2 separate regions of the Gossypium hirsutum genome follow, and region 1 is linked to region 2. The links are chromatin contacts, called in public Hi-C maps. All regions are on one chromosome and are shown on one strand. The core of a region is the stretch at or near the end of the contact, and the rest is flanking DNA. Distances in the headings are between cores, read along the strand shown. Region 1 has its middle 9.5 kb from the start of LOC107956695. Region 2 holds the start of LOC107954380 (gibberellin 2-beta-dioxygenase 2).

What was found. Hi-C and Micro-C count contacts between places; a contact is called where the count stands out from the background.
Region 1: a contact with region 2 is called in a Hi-C map of fibers, with 2.5 times the contacts expected there. The contact joins the enhancer-like site here to the promoter of LOC107954380 in region 2. A contact is called at or near these places in 8 of 34 Hi-C or Micro-C datasets (anther, fibers, leaf and 1 more).

The regions. Positions count from the first base shown.
Region 1 is chrD07:20,993,025-20,997,610 of Gossypium_hirsutum_v2.1, reverse strand. No RefSeq gene overlaps it. Among protein-coding and RNA genes, the nearest start is that of LOC107956695, 9.5 kb to the right of the region's middle. Within about 2 kb of position 2,135, at least 4 of the 9 cell types and tissues checked have an H3K27ac peak or open chromatin away from gene starts, as enhancers often do. A contact at or near this core is called in fibers, where this site is marked.
Region 2 is chrD07:20,923,234-20,927,860 of Gossypium_hirsutum_v2.1, reverse strand. LOC107954380 (gibberellin 2-beta-dioxygenase 2) reads right to left here and starts at 1,970. Exons shown (of 3, transcript XM_016889921.2): 1 at 1,483-1,970. The coding sequence starts at 1,865.

The DNA.
Region 1 (4,586 bases), core at 886-3,385, 70 kb before region 2:
TCAGCATGGATCAAAAAATAGAATTCATCAAGGATTGAAAGCTCGAAGGTGCATTGGTCAGGCCAAAGGGCATGACCAAAAACTCATAGTGACCCTCGTGAGTTCGGAATGCTGTTTTGAAAATATCCCGCTCATTCATTCGAATCTGGTGATAACCAGAACGCAAATCCAGCTTCGAAAAAAAATTTGCCCGTCCCAGTTCATCTAACAACTCTTCAATGATGGGAATTGGAAATCTATCTTTAACCATTAGCTGGTTCAGTTGTCTGTAGTCTATACAGAGTCGCCAACTTCCATCCTTCTTCTTGACCATGACTACCGGAGAAGCAAAAGGACTATTACTATCTTTAATAATTCCAGCCTGCAACATCTCCTGAACGAGTCTATCAATTTCTGCTTTTTGCATTGCGGGATGTCTATAAGGCCGAATTTTGACCACCTGAGCTTCATTCACCAAAGGTATCTTGTGGTCCTGTAGCCGAGGTGGGGGAAGCTGTGTAGGTACCTGAAACACATCCTCAAAATCTTCCAGAAGTGTTTGCAATTCGGATGACGATGGAACTGACTGCAACGTAAGGATAGTTTGATCACTAGAAGTCAACAACACCGGACAAGGACCATTACCTGCCAAGCTCATGCATTTGGAGAACCGACTACTCGAAACAAGCTGCATCGCCCCAGGTACAATACCCAATAGATTGCATGTCTGGTTCCCACACTGGAACTGCATGGTTAATTTAGCAAAATCCCATATAATTGGTCCTAGGGACAATAACCATTGAATTCCAAGTACTAAGTCAAACCCCTTGACCGAAAGTACTAAAAAATCAGTAATGAACCTATATCCCTGAGCTTCCCACTGCACAGCCCGACATAGACCTTGAGTATTCAGTCTGACACCATTTGCCACCATTACTTTCAAACTAGGGGCAGGTTCGATAGTCAGCTTCAAACGTTTAGCCACCTTAAAATCAATGAAATTGTGTGTACTGCCTGAGTCAACTAAGGCTACTACCTCAACTTGGTCAATGACTGTGGAAAACCTCATGGTGTTATGACCTTGTGAACCATGCAAAGCATGCAGTGATAACACCAGAGTAGAACTTCCCGACCCAACCTCCGTAGCTTCTAATTGTTCAGAACAGTCTTGAAAGTCTTCCTGAGAGGGGCTCTTAGCTTCAGCAGAACTGTCCTCCAAGGGCTCCACCACTAACTGATACACCAGGGATTTGGAACACTTGTGTCCTGGTGTATACTTAAGGCCACACTAGAAACAAAGTCTTTTTTTCCGTCTGTCCTCCAATTCAGCTTGCGATAGTGATTTGGAAGGAATTTTAGAGCTGAATTTGCCATTGGTTGACTCATTGTTGAACTAAGGTTGCCATTTCCTCTGAAGTGTTTAACCCCAAGGAGTAAGGGTCTTCCCACACTGGCTTCTATAGTAGCTATGTCCCGTTTAGCTGTGCCAAACACAATGTTTTCCACTTGCCTGGCCAAGTTGAAAGCCTCCACTAATGACTGAGGCTTAAATAACCGAAGATATTAACCTATCTCAGGCTTAAGATTACTCAGGAATATACTCAAAGCATACATTTCAGGTAAGTTTAACTGGTTCAATAAGCTTAAAAATCCATCATGGTACTGATCAACAGTACCTATCTGCTTGAGAGTCACCAACTCAGCCATAGGATCAAGGAAAGAATCCGATCTAAATCGCTCCCTCAACCCCCGTGCATAAATTTCCCATGACAATTGATGTAAGCCCCCATGTCTTCTAGCAAAGAAGTGATGCCAATCAAAAGCTTTACCTTCCAGATGAAGCATTACCAGCCAAACCTTAGCATGATCCCCGATCCCCTCGGATTCAAAATATTGCTCAAGTTTCGACCACCATCCGCGAAAGTTGTCACTATCGAATAACGGGCAGGACATTCTAAAAGAGGACCGATCCGTCTCTGCTAACATTGCTCATGAAAAGGTGTTAGAGTGACCTAGCTCCGCCACTGGAGATACGACCACATGCTCCTGAGTCGAGAATCCAGGTGGAGATCCCAGAATACCTTTTCCTTTACTACTACCCGCACATCCCGCTGCCACTGGAGGTCCTTGACCAAAATACTGCTCAAACAGAGAATGGAGCTCAGAACGAAGTTCAGTACGTACCTCCGATTTAATGTCTTCCTGTAAATCCTTCAATCTACTATCGATTCGTGCATCCAAGTGAGAAAACTCTAATTGTGTATGCAGAAGTTCACCTTGGATCTGACCCAGCTCCTTTTACATTCTCGTGGTGATTCCCTCGCCGGCCATGAGGATCGCTGAAGCTCTGATACCCTTGTTGAAGAACGTTTGTTTTGAGAAGAAATAGAATCGAAGAGAAGATGAGAGAATAAGAAGAGAAAGAGCTAGAGAGTAAAATAGCTGAAATTCAATCTTCAATATTCACGCCTTCCCCCTTTTCTGTTACACGTAATATAATGAAAGGAAATAACCGTTTTTAGCTAACAACTTACTAAACGCTCCCGTTTTGTCCAACCCGAAACTCACCGTATCATTAAACCAATTAATAAAGACGCAACTCTCAACTAATTACTTTCAACTATTTAAACAGAAATATAAATCATAGCAAAGTTCACCAAAGTAGTCTAGGCTATCTATCTATCCATCTACTTTTGCGTCATTTATCATTGATCTTCTACCTTCGATTTCATCTTTCTATTCTTTCATCTTTGTTTGTTTCATTTACTTCTTTAATTCTAGAAATTCTTGATTGAGTTTTAATTTATTTGATTGAATTTTTTGAGTTCTTGAAGGTTCAAAAGTCTTTGTTGCCCTGGTTTTCTTCTTTTCTAAGAAAGCTTTTTTTTAATTTGGTTTACTTCGAGTTGATTGTTGGAGCTTCTAAAATTTAATTCCTAGCTTCCGCATCACCCCACAAAGTAGAAGTAATTAAAAACTAATATTAGTAAGTATAAAGCATTTGAAGCCATCATATTCCAACAAAAGTTTAAGCCTCATCCCCAGTGAGAATTTAAATTTGATCAAATATACAATTTTTTATATTCTTTAACAAATATAAAAAAATTAATCAAATAATTGAATTTATATATGTTATATATTATGGATGACATTAATTTTGAGTAAATTATAATGCTAGTCACTTAAGCAAGTATTTTTTAGTTACCCAATTATGAAAAGTTACAAAATAGTCACTCAACTATTCGATCTTTTCCTTTTTTTCTCACCAACTGTTAAATAGGTAATGGAAAGATGATGTGTTAGCTTTTAAAATTGACATAATAATAACTTTAACCCTCAAACATTTATACATTGTGACAATTTAGTCTTAATTTTTTTTAAAAATAGCTCTTAATGTTTACACATCTCCTAATTTATCCTATTTTTACATGAAAATATAATTCAATACACAATGAATAAATTAAAATTAAAAACAAAAAGTTTTTTTTTAATTTTGCTTATTATTAAATTAGATAATCCCCAAATAAATTACTTTTCTTGTGCTTTAAATGGTTGAGAACTTGATATTTCTCAATGATAATTAACTATTTTTTGTGGACATTAATAGTTAATTTTTTAAAAAAATTAAGACTAAATTGACACAATATATAAATGTTTGAGATTTAAAATTGCTATTAAATCATTTTTAAAAAGATAAAACATCAAATTTTCTTTAGCCATTTAACGACAAGTGACAAAACAATGAAAAAATTGAACAATTATATGATCTAAAAAAACAGTAATAGTTAGATGACTATTAATATATTTTACCCAATAATTTTAATCGCTTCAATAATGGATATATCATTATTATAGAAATAGATTGGTATTGGGATGATAAATCGGTATTACAGCCGGTTGCAAGCAATACAATATTGAAATTTTTGAAGAAATTTTTTCCTTAATTTTTTTAATTTTTTATGACATTTAAATTATTTATTGAATAAAATAGTGTCATGTAGTAAGGAATCAAATAAAATAATATTGATTAAATTGAATAAATGCGAAAAGGTGGATGGCTAAATTTGTTATTATGATTATATATAAAATACCAAAATAAACATTTAATAGTAAATTTCCAATTGAAAGAATATTTTGCTTTTTGTCTAATGTACATGGACCAATTTACTTATTTTTTAGTAAGAGAACCAAAATATAGTACAAAGACTTTTATGATACTTTTATAGTTAACGAAATTTAATAAGTTTCTCTTTTATTTAAATATCCGCCTAAAACCCAAAATTTAAATATTTGAATAAAAAACTAAAATTTAGGTTTTTTTTCCGTATATAATATAAAAAATTAATAAATATCTAAAATGGTATACCAACTCAATTAATTATGAAAATGGTATGGTAGGGGTGGTAAAGGGTGTTAAAGAGGCGACACCACCCCTCTTTTCTGATACATGTCAACCACCATTAAACAAAAAAAAACAATTTTTAATGGGTGAAGGCATGTTGATTGGCGGCACCAAAAATGGTCTTTTATAAGGGTTAAATACGGGTCTGGTCTAGGTCTAGGTCATATATGTTTGGGTCGTTTGGTGGTGGTGCCCATGTCAAAAG
Region 2 (4,627 bases), core at 721-3,220:
TTTCCTTTATCGCTTCAATATCGTTACTCATTTGAAATAATTGTAACACAATTGGAGTTTTCAACAATCTTTTTCAAGGAATCTTTTATGTTTTTCCCTTGATTTAGTCATGAAGATATTGATTTTGTTGGTCGACTTATATGAAGCTAATTATAATTCAACCTTTTTTCTCATGCAAATAAAATCACTTTTTATATGACAATGACTCCTCTAAAAAATGGGTTTAAAGAAGAATCAATGAATGATAATAATGCTAGCTAGTACCATTTGTCAATATATAAATATGGGCTTTGGAGGGTTGGCCCTAGGCTGGTTATAAAGAAGCATTGCATGTCATGTTGAGGATAATTGTTGACAGCACAAAACCAATCAAATACGATGGTTATTTTGTTGATAAAGTGCTCAAAGATTACGGGAAAGCCGCCTTCCACTAATTGTGTGACCGTCTAAATTAATTTAAGTAGACTTTCCATCGTTTCTTTTTAATTATTTAGTGATATTTCAGTAATTTTTTCATGTCATTTATACATAATTTTAGTAATTTTTTACTCTACATCCTGAACCCAGAATCTTACTTCGAACATCAAACTCTGAACCTTAAATATTGAATTCAAGTTTTGATGTTCAGGTTTCGAGTTTAGGGTTCGAGGTTCAAGGTTCAGATTTGAGTTTAAGATTCAGGGTTCAATACTAAAATTATATATCAATGACATGAAAAAAATTACTGAAATATTATTAAATAATTGAAAATAAACAATAGATGATGTGGTGAGAAGAATTCATAAAATAATTTCTCAATTTTTTATGAATAAAAATATAGAGAAAGAAACTCATTAAATTAAATACAACCTAATTATAATAAAAATATATATAATTTTTAAAATATTTATGAGAATGAGCTCAAAGTTTTAAAAATCCATTAAAAACTAATAGCTATCCATAAATTTTAAAATTACTCCAACCACTGTGAATTGAAAGAATACCTTGACATTTCACAAAACCCGAGGTTAAACTTTTTTCCTTCTTATCATAAAAGGAAGATGTCCCTTTCTAGGATACCAAACCAAGCATTAATTGTAAACACTCTGCAAAAATTAAATTCCCCTTGTATACCTGCCAATTGCTGTGTAATTCAAAGCTATCTCATTTCTAAAAAGTATACCAAATGGGCCACATTGCTATAGTATTTACTCACATACAAACTAGAAAAAAAGCCTTATGAAAAACTCCTCAAGCCATAGGGCATGGGGTAAAGCATTCTTTAACGCTGTTGCCAAGAAACAGAAACCAGACGCTTTCCCCCTAGCCTCTGACTCTGACTCCATCGGTTATGGTTTTATATCCATATTTATATGTATTATTCTTCAACCTTCCTAAAACCTTTTTCCAACTATTACGTGAAATGGGCAACTTTTTCTTTTTCATGAATAAAGAGAGAAGAGAGGATAGCAAAAACAAGAAATAAAAAAATGGGGAGCATACGTGAAGTTTTGAGGCTGATTGGAGATGGATTCGGAACGTTCAGCAATAGAGAAAGGATTTGTGTGGAGAAGAAGATACTCAAGTTCACCCTTATCGCCATTGAGTCCGATGTTTTTGACACCATAACCAAAAGGGTTGGCCGGACCCGCCCGTTGCTTATCACCAGCTGGTTTGCCAAAAAACTGAACCCCTTCACCTTCCAATCTGGATATTATCTCCCAATGAACCCCATGGTTCATAACCTTAAAGATTCCATACTCTTCACAAGCCTTCACAATCAGCTCCGACACGATGGACCTATCAAGAGAAAGATCAACCACCGGAATCCCTACTGCCCTGGTTTTCTTGGCTCTCAAACATGCCGGCGACGGCACCCCAACCATTTTTTCTTCTCTTTTTGTTGTTGTTGTTGTTTTGTTTCGAGACTTAAAGCAATTGGAAGGCTAGAGAATTTAATGAAGTACTCTCAGCTTTTATCATGGCTAAGGAACTGCCTCCTATTTATACAAGTACGATAGATTGAAAGACAGTGATATAAATGTTAAATAAATAAATATGATAATAAAAGATGGAGCGAGTATCGCGAATTTAGGAAGACGTGGACTTTCTATAAAAAATATATATACATCTTTTGGTAGATATATATACGTATTGTAAAATAAAATAAAACATTAATACATGAAGAATTTTGTTTCTCTTGATATTTGATCGATGATTTTAAAATAATGTTAAGTACAGCATATTGTTAAAAGAAAAAGCACAAAATTGGGGAAGCACAGTTTGAGCATGGAATATCATCATTTAAACCAGAAAATAAAAATGATATAATAATTTACTTATCCGGGATTGTAGTTGTAAGCAGCAAAGGATGTGCGTATTAATAAATAGATCCGCATCGCTGCCTGCTTTGAGTGTTTGACTAACTACATCGGCCAATACCCATATTGTTCGAAAACCAAGATTTTCTACTCCTAACTTGGACCAACCGCAACTAATTGCGTCTTTAATAGACCGTTGTTCAAATCTTAATCTCTTTCAATATCAACATCTTTGTGTTTTTTTTTCTCAAGTCGGTACAGTTTGAACGCAATTACTATCTTTTAATATTACTCCTCCTTGTATTAAAATAATTAGTCAAAATGGCCTAATTCTCCTTTAATCCTTTATTATGTATGGTAGATGGTTATTTCTTTAATATTATTACCTACTTCTATTTTAACATAAACTCAAATCATTTCCTAGTTTCAACAAAATTACAAATTTTAAAAAAAGAAAAAGCATATGGAGAATAACGCCGTACATTAATGATACATCTACGTGCAAACTTTCTAGATATAAACGTCCTTCTACTTATACAACTTTTGAATTTTTAGGTTTAAACATCATCTGAATTTATCTTAAAATGATTAAATTATTGAATTTAATATTTATAATAATTAATTCTAGTAATATAGTTGTAATTCTAATCAAAGAATGTTTATTTATTTCTACAACTTCAACTTCATATTACACAATCAAACATGCATGCCAATTGCATATATGAACTTTAATTTGGTGCAATTATGCACGTGAAACTCTAATTGTGGTTTAAATGTATACTTGAAACTTTAATTTTAATTTAATCATACACATTTTAAAATATATATACATCAATTTATTTGTATATTAGAGAAATATAATTATTTATGCATGCAATATATAAACATAAAATGATATTATATCAATAATTCTGTTAATAATTTACAAGAATTGAATCAAATCAAAATTTCATGTATACAATTGCCCACTAAACTATAGTTCATGTATAATTTTGATATTTATCTCATTTTCAAATCAAGAAATGGAAAATTGATCATTGTTGTTGGCTTTTTTTTAAAAAAAAACATAATATAAAAATGTTTTACTCAAAAATAAATTTCATCTTTTGGAAAATAAATAAATAAATTTTACTCAAGATTTAGTATTATCAAATCATACAATTATACGTAGTTTTTAAGTTTTACTAGTATACTAAACAATTTTATAATATAAATTCAATATTTATCAATTTCTATACTAAAATTGAAGTATTTAAATTTTCATTATTAAATTTTTTTTCATTTATAAAAAAAATAACTTAGTAAATATAATTACTATGGCAAATTATATGAAATATAAGAAGAATTGAGAAGCTAAAATACATTCATTTGTGATTGTTTATCATGAAGCCAACATATAACTAGTATTTAAGGGTTGGGAAGGGATTACAGATAATCCTAGACATTGTATTAAAAGATTATTAGTTTTTTGCAAAAGTAAAAACCACATATTTTGGTGTTGCAAGATCAATGTAATATGTCAAATGCACGATTAACACAAACACAAAATTCACACTAACAACAACAATTTGTAAATAAAAATATTAAATATTTATAATCAATATTCATGAAATTCAAGATCATAAATACGATCAATCTTAATTTATTCAAGGTAAATAAAAATATTAAATATTTGTAAATGGAGATGCCTGAAGTGATTTCGGTGTGCTATTGTGGAAACCCAGCCAAATTAAACACGTCTTGGTCCAATGACAACCAAGTAGGAGGTTTTTTGGGTGTAATTCTAGACATTGTATTAAAAGATTATTAGTTTTTTGCAAAAGTAAAAACCACATATTTTGGTGTTTCAAGATCAATGTAATATGTCAAATGCACGATTAACACAAACACAAAATTCACACTAACAACAACAATTTGTAAATAAAAATATTAAATATTTATAATCAATATTCATGAAATTCAAGATCATAAATACGATCAATCTTAATTTATTCAAGGTAAATAAAAATATTAAATATTTGTAAATGGAGATGCCTGAAGTGATTTCGGTGTGCTATTTTGGAAACCTAGCCAAATTAAACACGTCTTGGTCCAATGACAACCCAGGTAGGAGGTTTTTTGGGTGTAAGAAATTTGGCAGTGGATTTCGAAAACCATGTCAATTTTTCAGCTAGCTTGATCCATCATTGACGCCTCAATCACGAATTGTGTTGTTGGGTCTTTTGAAAAAAGTGAGGACATTAGACGATGCAATGAGGAGGGAGAGAAAAACCTGGTTTTTGGTGCTTGTATTTGTAACCGTTTTGTTGTTTTTTTAAACCTTAAAA